3 separate regions of the Sus scrofa genome follow, and regions 2 and 3 are each linked to region 1. A link is a contact called in public Hi-C and HiChIP or PLAC-seq data. All regions are on one chromosome and are shown on one strand. The core of a region is the stretch at or near the end of the contact, and the rest is flanking DNA. Distances in the headings are between cores, read along the strand shown.

The links. Hi-C and Micro-C count contacts between places; a contact is called where the count stands out from the background. HiChIP or PLAC-seq counts read pairs in DNA pulled down with a chosen protein or histone mark.
Region 2: a Hi-C map of skeletal muscle shows a contact between it and region 1, with 9 times the contacts expected there. The contact joins the promoter of BRK1 here to the promoter of TADA3 in region 1. A contact is called at or near these places in 1 of 5 promoter capture datasets (liver), 6 of 47 Hi-C or Micro-C datasets (embryonic fibroblasts, fibroblasts, heart right ventricle and 2 more) and 2 of 2 datasets of contacts at active chromatin or transcription factors (alveolar macrophages and skeletal muscle).
Region 3: a contact with region 1 is called in an H3K27ac HiChIP or PLAC-seq map of alveolar macrophages. The contact joins the promoter of MTMR14 here to the promoter of TADA3 in region 1. A contact is called at or near these places in 7 of 47 Hi-C or Micro-C datasets (blood, heart right ventricle, liver and 1 more) and 2 of 2 datasets of contacts at active chromatin or transcription factors (alveolar macrophages and skeletal muscle).

Annotation. Positions count from the first base shown.
Region 1 is chr13:66,078,060-66,081,992 of Sscrofa11.1, reverse strand. TADA3 (transcriptional adaptor 3) reads left to right here and starts at 2,021. Exons shown (of 10, transcript NM_001206536.1): 1 at 2,021-2,227; 2 at 2,350-2,407; 3 at 3,102-3,334. The coding sequence starts at 3,128. It overlaps ARPC4 (actin related protein 2/3 complex subunit 4), which reads right to left. Exons shown (of 7, transcript NM_001206535.1): 2 at 1,492-1,556. The coding sequence starts at 1,494.
Region 2 is chr13:66,313,514-66,317,446 of Sscrofa11.1, reverse strand. It overlaps BRK1 (protein BRICK1), which reads right to left and starts at 2,009. Exons shown (of 3, transcript XM_003132361.5): 1 at 1,732-2,009. The coding sequence starts at 1,933.
Region 3 is chr13:65,946,374-65,950,306 of Sscrofa11.1, reverse strand. It overlaps MTMR14 (myotubularin-related protein 14), which reads right to left and starts at 1,787. Exons shown (of 18, transcript XM_013981948.2): 1 at 1,481-1,787. The coding sequence starts at 1,636.

The DNA of each region.
Region 1 (3,933 bases), core at 772-3,271:
CTTCTCTTAAGGTGGTAAGGAACTGCTAGGGGCTTTCTGAAAAGGAAGTTACACAACTACAACTACTGCTATATATCCTACAGTGACTTTGTGGAGAATGGATTGGAGAGGGAAGTGAGAAAGAATGCAGAGAGGGTTATTCGAGGAGGCTGATGACAGCTTGGCCTGGGGCAATGGAGGACAAGCAAGACTTTATCTGTCAAAATTCATTGAGGGCAGGAGTTCTGGGTCGTGGCTCCAAGGTTAACTAACCTGACTAGCATCCACGAGGACACAGGTTCAACCCTTGGCCTCAATCAGTGGGTTAAGGATCCGGCAGTGCCATAAGCTGTGGTGTAGGTTACAGATGTGGCTTGGATCAAGCATGGCTGTGGCTGTGGCACAGGCTGGCAGCTACAGCTCCAAGTCAACCCCTAGCCTGGGAACCTCCATATGCAGTGGATGTGGCCCTAAAAAGAAAAAAAAAAAAAAAAAATTCATAGAAGGCAAACCTAAAAAGGATAAATTTTATGTAGCCAGCCCTATGACACCTGCCCTTTCACGATGACGCATTCTGGTGTAATACCTCAACAAATCTGATGTTTAAGAAAAGCAAAAGGCATGGCTTCAATTAGAATATCCCAGGTTTCTAACTGAGGTTATGAAAACACAAAGCCAGAAGACAAACACAAGAGGACAAGCAAGTTTAGGGAAAGAGGAGTTACGGCCTGGAAGTCTAATTTCAAGGTGTCTTCAACACTTCCAGGTGAACCATGAAAGAGGGCTAGACCAGCAGATTTAGGAGTTACCAGAATGCAGACGGTCATGAAGACCTGTATGTTAAATAGGTAGCACCACCAGGGAGAGTGTAAAGAGGAAGCTAGTGAGTCTAAATTGCTATGAACAGCCAGTTATCAAATGAGAGGATTTCCAAGGAGGAAGGAATCAGCAGTATCAGAGCTTACATTCTATAGTAAGACTGATACGGTTGAGTTCCGACCAGGAAGCGGTCTGGGAGGTAGAAGCACAGCTGGGGCAACATGAAGACTGGGATAAGGAAGTTCCACAGAGAACGCTCTCCCTCAGAGAACCATGGGGTCAAGAGGGCAAGAGGGGGGTGCATATTTAGTGAAGGTCTGCACTGGTTGGGGAGGTGGCCCTATTACAAGCCTCAGCGGCCCTACTAAGGGCTACGGGGCCTACTACGTGCCTCCGACGTGCTACCATACCTAGGAGCACCCACTCCCAGCTTCCTCTCTGATTCAGTATCTCCCACCTGCTTCAAAACCCAGACTATGAAGCCGAAAGGCCTGCTTCTTAGGAGGGCGTCCCCCGCTCGCTCCTTTCTCACTTCGGCCCCCGCCCCTCCCTCCTCCCAACCTCATGGTGCCCCCGCACCCCCAGCACCCCACGGCTCAGCGCCTCTCCGCTGCAAAGCCGCATCTCCCCCAAACCCAGAGCCTGAGGACAGAACAGTGGGGGTCCCTGGCCCGGGTCCCGGCTCTCTCTCACCATCGCGGGCGCTGGCTGGGCCGGAAAGCGGAAGTACGGAAGTGGCCAGCCCCGCGACGCCTGCCCTTTCGCGAGAAGCGCAGCCGCAGTCTCCGCCCGGACGTCCGGACTGTACCATCTATGTCCCGAGCGGGGGAGGGAGAAGCTAAAAACACTTGGCACTTCGGAAGTTTTCCCGCTAGGACTGCCGTGGTAGTTTTAGATTCCTGAAGTTTGAAATCACTACTCAAGCTTCTCCCGTCATCGGTGAGGCTCTCGCTTGTGACTTTGGCCTTCTTGTCGTCTTTGCTGCCATCTTCCCTCACAGCCATGCAGTGGTGCAGCCCAGCCTCAGGTTGGGCACCATATTAGGACAAGGCGAGCCGGGGGAGCTCTTCGATCCTTCCGGTTCTGTGCCCCCATCCTTTCTCCGGGCCCCTCCTACCTGCAGCCCTCGGGGCTCAGCGGGACTAACTGCCAAGCGGAGAACCCGGCCGCCGAGCCCCGCCCCCAGGCGCCGGGCTGTTCCCGAGGGTACGCCCGAGGCTTATTCTCTCCACCCCACTAGCAGCGGGCTCACTCGCTGCCGGCAAACTCCCACCCTCGAAAGACCCAGGGGCTGGTCCTCGCGTCTTTCCGCCCCCGCGTGCACTGCTGGGGGCCAGCCCCTAGTCAGTTCCGGGGCGGTAGCTCTCACCGACCGGAACTCCCCGCCCCCACCCGCGGCCCGGGGGCAGTAGGAGGCGGCTAGGAGGAGGTAGAGGGGGCGGGGGCCGCGGTAGGGTGTCCGCGGTAAAGGTCTGGGACCCAGAAGGCGGGACACTGGGGCTATCCATGGGTGGGGCCAGTCATTAACCAGTCCCACTTTTTCTGTGCCAGGCACTGAACTGGGCTCTTGACGGGCATCATCTTTTAATCCTCAGATCATCCCAGGGAGGTAGGTACTATTACTATCCCCGTTTTATAGATTCAAACTTCTTATGGGGAAACAAGCTCAGGTGTCTTTTGTCCCATTTTACGGATAGAAAAACTGAGACTCGAGAGATAATTAACATGTTCAGGGCTATATAAATAGAGGCTGGTCAAGCCAGAGCTTGAATCCTGATGTATCTAGTTTAGCAGTTCACATTCCTTACTATCTGGGGCAAATAGGGAAAAGGTGGGGAGGGTGAAACTAGGAGAGGCTGGGAGGCACAAAGAACGTTAACGTAAGTATGGAATACTTGGAATTCTGGAGTTTAGCAGAACTCTGGAAGAGTGGAGCTGAAGGGAAGAGCATCAGAAGGACAGGCACAGTATAACTGTGGTTAGAGGCACAGACTTAAAACTACCTGAATTCAGATTGCGTGTTGATAAGCATGAACATGTACCCACTCTAACAGTCTCAGTTTTCTCATCCGTAAAATGGAGATCACCATGAGTCACGGGGTTATGTGAGGAATTTAATGAGAAGCCAGTAAAATGTCTGCATCTAGCTTGGTGCACAGTAGGTGCTTTACAAATAGGAACTGTGACTTCAGCCTTAGTAGGATACTGAAGCCTGGCTTTCTTCTTGAGGCTGTCTGAATAGAAGGAGCTCTTGGTCTTTTCTTGTGCCACTTGTCCCCCCATCAGTGGTCCGTTCTCTCCAGCTCCACAGGGTCCCCTATCCTGGGCCATGAGTGAGCTGAAGGACTGCCCCTTGCAGTTCCATGACTTCAAGTCTGTGGACCACCTGAAAGTCTGTCCCCGCTACACAGCAGTGTTGGCCCGCTCTGAGGATGATGGCATCGGTATTGAGGAGCTGGACACTCTGCAGCTGGAGCTTGAGACCTTGCTTTCCTCTGCCAGCCGACGCCTGCGGGTGCTCGAGGCTGAAACCCAGGTGATACCCCACAGAGGGACACCAGGGATGGACTGTGACAGGTTGTGGCATGGGTCACTGAGGTAGCTAGCCCTCTCTGCTGAGGCCTGAGGTATGGGAGCATAGTGGGGGGAAGAGAAACCCAAACTGGGCTTATGTGACGTGTAAAGTATGCAGGAGGAGTTCTGTCGTGGCTAAGTGGAAACGAAGCTGACTAGCATCTGTGAGGACGCAGGTTCAATCCCTGACCTCGCTCAGTGGGTTAAAGATCCGGTGTTGCCATGAGCTATGGTGTAGGTTGCAGACGAGGCTCAGATCTGGCATGGCTGTGGCATAGGCCAGAGGCTACAGCTCCGATTTGACCCCTAGCATGGGAACCTCCATATGCTACAGGTGTGGCCCTAAAAAAAAAAAATCAAAGTAGGAATGTGCATGATCCTCATAAATTTCAGGATTTCTAATCCACTAAGCATCTATTGACCCCCACTCCCCACAATGTTCTGGATCCTGTGCTCATCATTAGAGAGGTAGTGAGGACAATTTGGGCCTTGAGGGAGCTTGCCAACTAAAGAGAGGAGGAGGGAGTTACCATTGAGGCTCAGTGGTAATGAACCCATGTA
Region 2 (3,933 bases), core at 760-3,259, 240 kb before region 1:
GCAAGTAATATGTATGAATATGTATCACTGGCATATAATTTATACTATTCTTACTGCTCACTAATACAACCTTTCCCCCAGTCCCTGAATGAGGACTCCACCATCCCAAAACATATCAAGATTATAGTTCTAGAGGTCCTGCAGTGGTGCAGTGGGTTAAGAATCCGACTGTAGTGGCTCTGGTCACTGCAGAGGTGTGGGTTCAATCTCCAGCCCAGGGCACTGGGTTAAAAGATCTGTTGTTGCTGCAGCTGTGGCTTGAATTCAATCCCTGGCCCAGAAATTTCCATATGCCATGGGTATGGCTATAAGAATTTTAAACATTTTTTAAAAAGGTTATAGTCCTACACATTTGTATGCAAGTATATATATTTATATATTTTATAAGCTTATTATAAATAAATAATGTGTATTTACATACAAATGTAAAAGACCATGTATATATTTGTCTTTTCAGGGCCAAACCCAAGGCATATGGAAGTTCCAAGGCTAGGGGTTGAATCGGAGCTGTAGCTGCTGGCCTACACCACAGCCAGAGGAATGCAGAATCCCAGCCACCTCTGCACCCTACACTACAGCTCCTGCAACACAGATCTTTAAATTACTGAGTGTGGCCAAGAATCAAACACAGGTCCTCATGGATACTAGTCAGGTTTGTTACTGCCGAGCAACAAGGGGAATTCCTATATGTAAATATATTAAATCAGAAACAATGTTCTGCTTTGCTCTGATGTCATTATTTCATCTTCAAAATAGAAATCACTTAATTGTAGGAAATGGTTCTTATTCTGTCTTCCCCACAGAGACTGAGAAAGAGCCTTGTACTCAGATCTAGTTTGTCTTGCTGATGCTTTTGGACAAATCTCTTGCTGTCACCTTTATACACTCCTTTGGACTTCTCTTAGCAAGAAAATAATTCCTTTTTAAGTCTTTTTAAATTTATCAGTTTCCCCTACTTAATCGCTTAATGTTGCTGAATTAGTGGGCCAGAAGCACAACTGGAAAAAGATCACTAGATGTCATCCCCACACCTTGTGATGACATAAAAAGTTTACCCAGTGCCCGGTTCTTTCAAAGTAACACTCGGAGAACAAGAGTCAGGAGTCTCTGCTGCAGGGTGTAGCACAAGGATAGGAAACAACGCGGAAGGAACTTTAAGACTGTCACGGACAGGTCATGCCAAGGAAAGATTTTGCTAGAAGCAGACAACACCCACTGTGGTCTAGATACTAGCGATGCAGAGATGTCCCTGGCCGGACGCGATGTGGGCCCTCCTCCGCTCTCATCTACCACTCTGCACAGCACACGCCGAGACAGGAAAGGACCGACAGGAGGGGCGACTAACAGGCTCGACGCTAAAGGGCTTCTGGACAGCGCTCTCTGAGCACCAAGTGACGACTGAAACGAAGCACAAAAGAAGGGAGACGCCTGAAGAGAAGGAAAGATTCAGGCGATGGATGGGGCTGTCTGACACGTCCGGGAAAGGAACGGACTTGTTACTGGATGCGGGGGGAAGGCAATGAAGCCGATGAGCTCAGCGTGGGGCAGGATAACCCCACAGGGAATGATCAGTGGAGGCCGGGGGTCAGAGCGAGAGGGGAAAAGTGCGGCCTGAAGGCGGAAGCAAACACCAGCAGGAGCCCACGGCTCCCAGAACCCGCGTCAAAGCTTCTCAGCGCCCTCCCTAGGCGGGCCCCCCTCCTCCCTGCCTCCCCCTGCTCGCCCGCTGACCAAACGAGTTGAGAAAGTCTGCGATTTTCTTGATGCTGCTGGTGATGACTTCAATGTACTCCCGGTTCGCCCAATCCTGGTGAATCTCCCGCTGCACGGGATCCTCTTGGCCTGCCATGGCTGCAGCTGAAGGAAGCGCGACTGCGCACGCGCCTCGACCCTCCAGGCCTCCAGTGCGCCGACGCAGCCAGCCCACGCCCATGCTCGGTTGGCCACAAATCCACAGGCTTCGTGATGCGCCTGCGCATTGTCAAGTCCCCGCCAGCGTCTTCGCTCTTCTCCCACACCCCGGAAAACGGTGGCCGCAAAACCGGCTTGGAGAATGGAGTGCGCACGCACTCAGAGCCCCCCCCGTCCCCCCTCAGTCACTGGCAGTTTTGGTCGTTAGGGGGCGCGTGAGCCCGCATCAACCCTAACTTCAGGCGCTCCAAACTGAGATCTCTGACCACAATAAGCTGGGCAATGCCAATTAAACCACAGAAAACACAAGTCATTTCAAAAATGCCTTTTAACAACACATGATGCCCACCTTGCATTTATCAAATGAACAAAAGGTTATTTTTTTAAACTATAATACTTAGAGATGAAGAGGCTGGCTGAAGGGAAATGGGAAAATTAGTAAATAGCTGGTCATACTGTAAGCTGGCAAGATCTATTCAGAAGGAAATTTAATAAAGTCATTGGTGGAGTTCCCGTTGTGGCTCAGCCGTAAGGAACATGACTAGTATCCATGACGTGGATTCCATCCCTGGCACTAGCTCAGTGGGTTAGATAGAGCTGCAGAGTCTTTGATCTGATGGCTGTGGTCCAGGCTGGCAGCTTACAGCTTTGATTCGACCCCTAGCCTGGGAAGTCCACATGCCTTGGGATGCGGCCCAAAAAAGACAAAAAAGAAGAGCTCATTGGAAAAGAGAAAACACTTTGAGCACAATGTTCTTAAAGGCATCATTCATTTAAAAAAACAAATCTCAACTGTTGGGGAATGGCTAAATATCAGTATAGTCACTTAGAGCAATATTATGAGGTCATTTAAATGTCAATTATGGCAACAGAACACACATGCTAAAGTGAAGAAGAAAACAAAATACAAAATTTTTTCTTTTCTTTTTTTTTGGTGGGGGAGCCCGCACCCCTGGCATATGGAGGTTTCCAGACTAGGGGGTCTAATCAGAGCTGTAGCTGCCAGCCTATGCCACAGCAATGCCAGATCAAAGCAGCGTCTGCAAACCTACACCACAGCTCACGGCAACAATGGATCCTTGACCCGGTGAGCAAGGCCAGGGATCTAACCCGAAACTTCATGGTTCCTAGTCGGATTCGTTTCTAATGTGCCACGATGGGAATTCCTTTTTCTTTTTCTTTTTTAACAATTTTAAAAAATATTTTGTCTTTATTTATTTAGTCTTTCTGCCATTTCTTGGGTCGCTCCCACGGCATATGGAGGTTCACGAGGCTAGCGGTCGAATCCGAGCTGTAGCTGCCAGCCTACGCCAGTGCCACAGCAACATGGGATCCGAGCGGCGTCTGCAACCTACACCACAGCTCACAGCAACACCGGATTGTTAACCCACTGAGCGAGGCCAAGAACCGAAGCCGCAACCTCATGGTTCCTAGTCGGATTCGTTAACCACTGCGCCACGATGGGAACTGTCTTTATTTTATATAATGATATTTTTTCCATTATAGCTGGTTTACAGAGTTCTGTCATTTTTTCTACTGTACAGCATGATGAACCATTGTCTAACAATTTTTAATCATATAATTTTGCTTTGCAGACTTTCATTAAAAAAAACTCAACTGCACAATAAAAACTTTTGTCTCTGATTCAAGAGAAAATAAAGGAGTTCCCATTGTGGCTCAGCAGTAACAAACCCGACTAGTATCCATAAGGATACAGGTTTGATTCCTGTCCTCGCTCAGTGGGTGAAATATCCAGCATTGCCATGAGCTGTGGTGTAGGTCTCAGACACAGCTTGGATCCTGCATTGCTGTGGATGTGGTGTAGGCCGGCAGCTGCAGCTCTGAATCGACCCCTAGCCTGGGAACTTCCATATGCTGTGCTAAAAAGACTAAATAAGTAAATAAATAAATTAATTAAATAAACTTACTAGGGAAAAAACCAGTAGTTCAAAATCATTTTAGTCTTTTCCAAGACTCATCAGTCTCTGCCCCTCTCCATTTTTCTGCCTCAGCCTCCCACTC
Region 3 (3,933 bases), core at 538-3,037, 130 kb after region 1:
CTCAGGGAAAGGCCCATTAGAAGAAAGACATAAGACCTGTAACATCCCAAGAAGCCTGCAAGAGATCATAAATTTAAGGCCAGCTAGAGTGAGAGTCAGGTGTAACTCTTTACAACCCTAATCTTCAGGGGTGTTTACAACGGAAGGGGGGCCCAGCAAAACCACTGACCCTCTACCCATCCAAAAGACCAATGGGGAAGGAAAAACTCAGTGGCTTAAACTAGCAATCCTCAAATTTCAAGGTTCATATCATTAACAAGCCTATTTAAAAAAATACAAATTCCAAGTTACCACTCTCAGAAATTCTAACTCAGTAGGACTGGATAGGACCAAAGAAACTTTTTTATCAAGCACCCCAGGAGTTCCTGTCGTGGCTCAGTGGTTAACGAATCCAACTAGGAGCCATGAGGTTGCGGGTTCGATCCCTGGTCTCACTCAGCGGATCTAGGATCCGATGTTGCCATGAGCTGTGGTGTAGGTTGTATATGCAGCTCGGATCTGGCGTTGCTATGGCTGCTGCGTAGGCCGTCTCCAATTAGACTCCTAGCCTGGGAACCTCCATATGCCACGGGTGCAGCCCTAGAAACGACAAAAAACAAACAAAAACCAACAAGCACCCCAGATGATGCTGAAGTGGGTAGTCCTCAGGCTAAGAGCTGAGAAATAGTCATCTGGACAGTGGAGGAAACTCATTGTTACTGAAGCCTTCCCTGGGTTACTCTAGAGACTAGCAGATGCCAACTGCTGTGTGTCCCATTATAGGTAACCCCTGGAGCCAAACCAGAGTTTCAAGACCCAGGATGAAAAAGAATCCCATTAGAAAACCTGATGCTAACCCCTCCAAAACCACGTGGGGAATGAAAGATGGCAGGGTCAGCAAGATTCCCTAGGATGGGAATGGCCTGATCAGACTGGAAGCCTTCCAGGTCTGGCCATAAGGAGACTGAAAAGAATCTCAAAGGCAGAAAAAAAAGAGGAACCAAGACTTGTTTTTCATAAAGGAACAGAGGAGTGTGGGCTCCCTTCATGCACAAAGGGAAAGGAAAGGGATGGTCCTAATTCTAAAGTCACTCTGAGACTGTATAAAGAATCAACACACTCCAGTTTAACTCTTGACTTCATTCTGCCCCACCCCTCCACGGAGCTGCAGAAATCCTCTAGATTTTTAATTCTAGACTTGGAGGCTTCTGTGCTAGTATCTTATGCAGGGGAACAACCCTCCTCAGCTCCTCCTCTCTAATCTCTGAATGGCCCCTCAGTTCGGATCCCTAGCCTCCAAATCCCTTGTCTCAAACCAAAACGTCGTCCTTCCTTGGCTCATTCTGATCCCAGCTCCTCCTTTTCGGTTTTTAAACCCGACCCTTGCTCTACAGGTCCAGATCCTGGCAATCTCCCTCTCTCCCTCCTTTCTCTGACCTGTCTCTCCTCAGTAGCTTCCCAAGCCAGGGACCCTCTGCTGCTCACCGTGCCTCCGACTCACCTTAGAGCCTCCCGTCCCGCTAAAATCCTTGGCCCGATACTGAGTCCGGGAGAACTCCTCCAGCAGCTCCCCGAGCCCCGGCTCCTGCGGCTGCGGGTTGCCCGAAGAAGCCGAAGACCCCGCCGAGGCAGCGGCGGCGGCCCGAGCGCCGGCCATGGCCCAGTCCCGTGTCCCCTTTAGCGCCAGAGGCCCCCTCACCACCGATCAGGACAGCCCATAGCAGCGGGAGGAACCTACTCCGGTCCGGAACCTCCCGAGCCGCCTCAGCCGCCGCCTTGCCTTTCCACTTCCGGCCCCGCCCCACCCTGCCGGATGTTTACTCCAGTTCTGGCCAATCGGAGCCCGAGATTAGCGCCCCGCCTCAAGATTATCGGCCCACCCCCTGACGCGGAGCTTTCCAAGTGGTCTCCAGGGAGCGGACCGCGGCCACTCGCAGAAACCTCGTGCTCCTCCCCACGGGGTTTCCCCCGGGGAAGCCGGACTAAACCATTGGGGCTGGGGGGGGGGAAATAGCGTGGTAACTGAGAGGAAGGAACCACCACGGGAAAGACTAGCGGAACAGTGGAATGAACCATTACAAGGAGAGGAGGAGGGAACTGTTGGAGGCAACTAATTAGTGTTGGCAACCCTAGTAAGTAAGAAAACAGCATTTTCTAAGGCACTTTGCTTTCACTGCTCCTCAAAATGTCCCTACGAATACAGTGCTGCAATGGCCAATCCATTTTATTGAAGAAGAAACGCGGGGGTTGGTGGGAATGACTGGCTTGAAATTATATGATGAAAAAGGCCCATATTACTGTTCTTTTTATCTAGTGCAATATTTCCAACACTCACGGAAAAGGAGAGAATAGTATAATGAACCCCCATGTATCCATTAGCTGGTTTCAACAATAATCAGCATATACCACCCTGTTGTTTAATCATCCTTTCCTCATCTAGTAGAATTATTTCAAAGCGCATCTCATTGTTTAACCTGAGAATACGTCAGTGATTTATCTCTAATAGATTAGTATTGTTAGAAAAATAATTAAGAAAGACAATTTAGGTGTTAAAGAAACTAATACTTCATGAAGCCTCCAGTGTTTGTCCTCAAGGGGCCAAAGAACTGCAAAATGGAGCTGGAGGCAGGAAACTTTTGTAGGATAAAGAATAAGGAAGTGAAAAATAAAAAATGATTAAAGAGCAAGGAAGTAAGTATAGAGCCTACAGTTGGCTTGGCGTTTGGGGATTGGCTGACTAGATATAGTATGTTACTGGTCAAGCAGAAGATTTACAAAAGTTATCTAAGTTTTGGTATGTTGCCATGGCAGCCTGGGCAGGAGTGGCACCATCTTTGGTCTAGAAATATATTTCAGCAGTTCCCCCTTTTATCATCCTATTGATCATCCAAGAAGTTTGGGGAAAAAAATCGGTATTCATTTTACTGTACAGCAGAAATGTTCACAACATTGTAAATCAACTATAATTCAATAAAACCTTTAAAAAAAGAAAAGAAATCAGTATTCAGTATTAACATGACCCTCAGTCACCACTGCCTCTTCTGATCTCAGTGTAGTATTCACAAAAAGTGATGTCAGGCTTGTATTCTTGGAGCTGGTTCCATTCTTTCTTTCACTTTTGTCATTGCACTTCAGAGAGAGACCATCTGTTGGCTGGTCAATGGCTGCCCATACACATTTAAAATTTTTGAGAGAACCCAGCTTATTAGGCTGACAATAATAATTACTAGCAACAAAACAACGTCCGTGATTTGGAGAGTACTCCTGAGCCAATGTCCCTATGTTTCAAATCAGCAAGAAAACTAGAGACATTCCCTTAAGCCAGTCAGTGTGTTCATGTATTTTGTGTAACTATTTACTAAAAGTATTTATCTACGGAACTTGTTCCAGAGAAATTGAGGCAGTGGAAATCAGGGAGAAGTTTTTGATTGGTAGAAAGAACTATAGGATCACCAGCATTAAAGCAAAGCCAACAGTTAATTTATCCTCCTTTGAAATGGGCAGAGATATGTGAACAGTTATCTTCCCAGGCCAGAGCAAGGCAAAAGATGGAGAAAAGAATCATAAAGACCTTCACAATGTAAGAATTGGGACAAGGATGGTCAGAGAAGGAAGGAGGAATGGAAGGAAATGTTCTTAACCTGATTTCTTGGGAGGAAGCGGTTGCACCTCAGTGTCCGCTACTTCTCTTTCTAGTCAATTTGATTTTGAGGTCCTTGTGTTTACATAGAACCAGACAGGTGGAGCCTTTTTCAAAATGTGTACCCAAGTTTTGACACCTTGTAATTTGGCAGTGGTGTTAGTGGTCAAGGGGCTCCTTTCTGGGAATCTCATTTTTGCAAAAGAATCAAATAAGACAATAATTGTCAGTAAATGACAAAAGATTTTAAAATGCTCACGGTTGGAGATCTGATGAGAATTCATTATGATCAAATTGACAAGGAAATTTGGTTA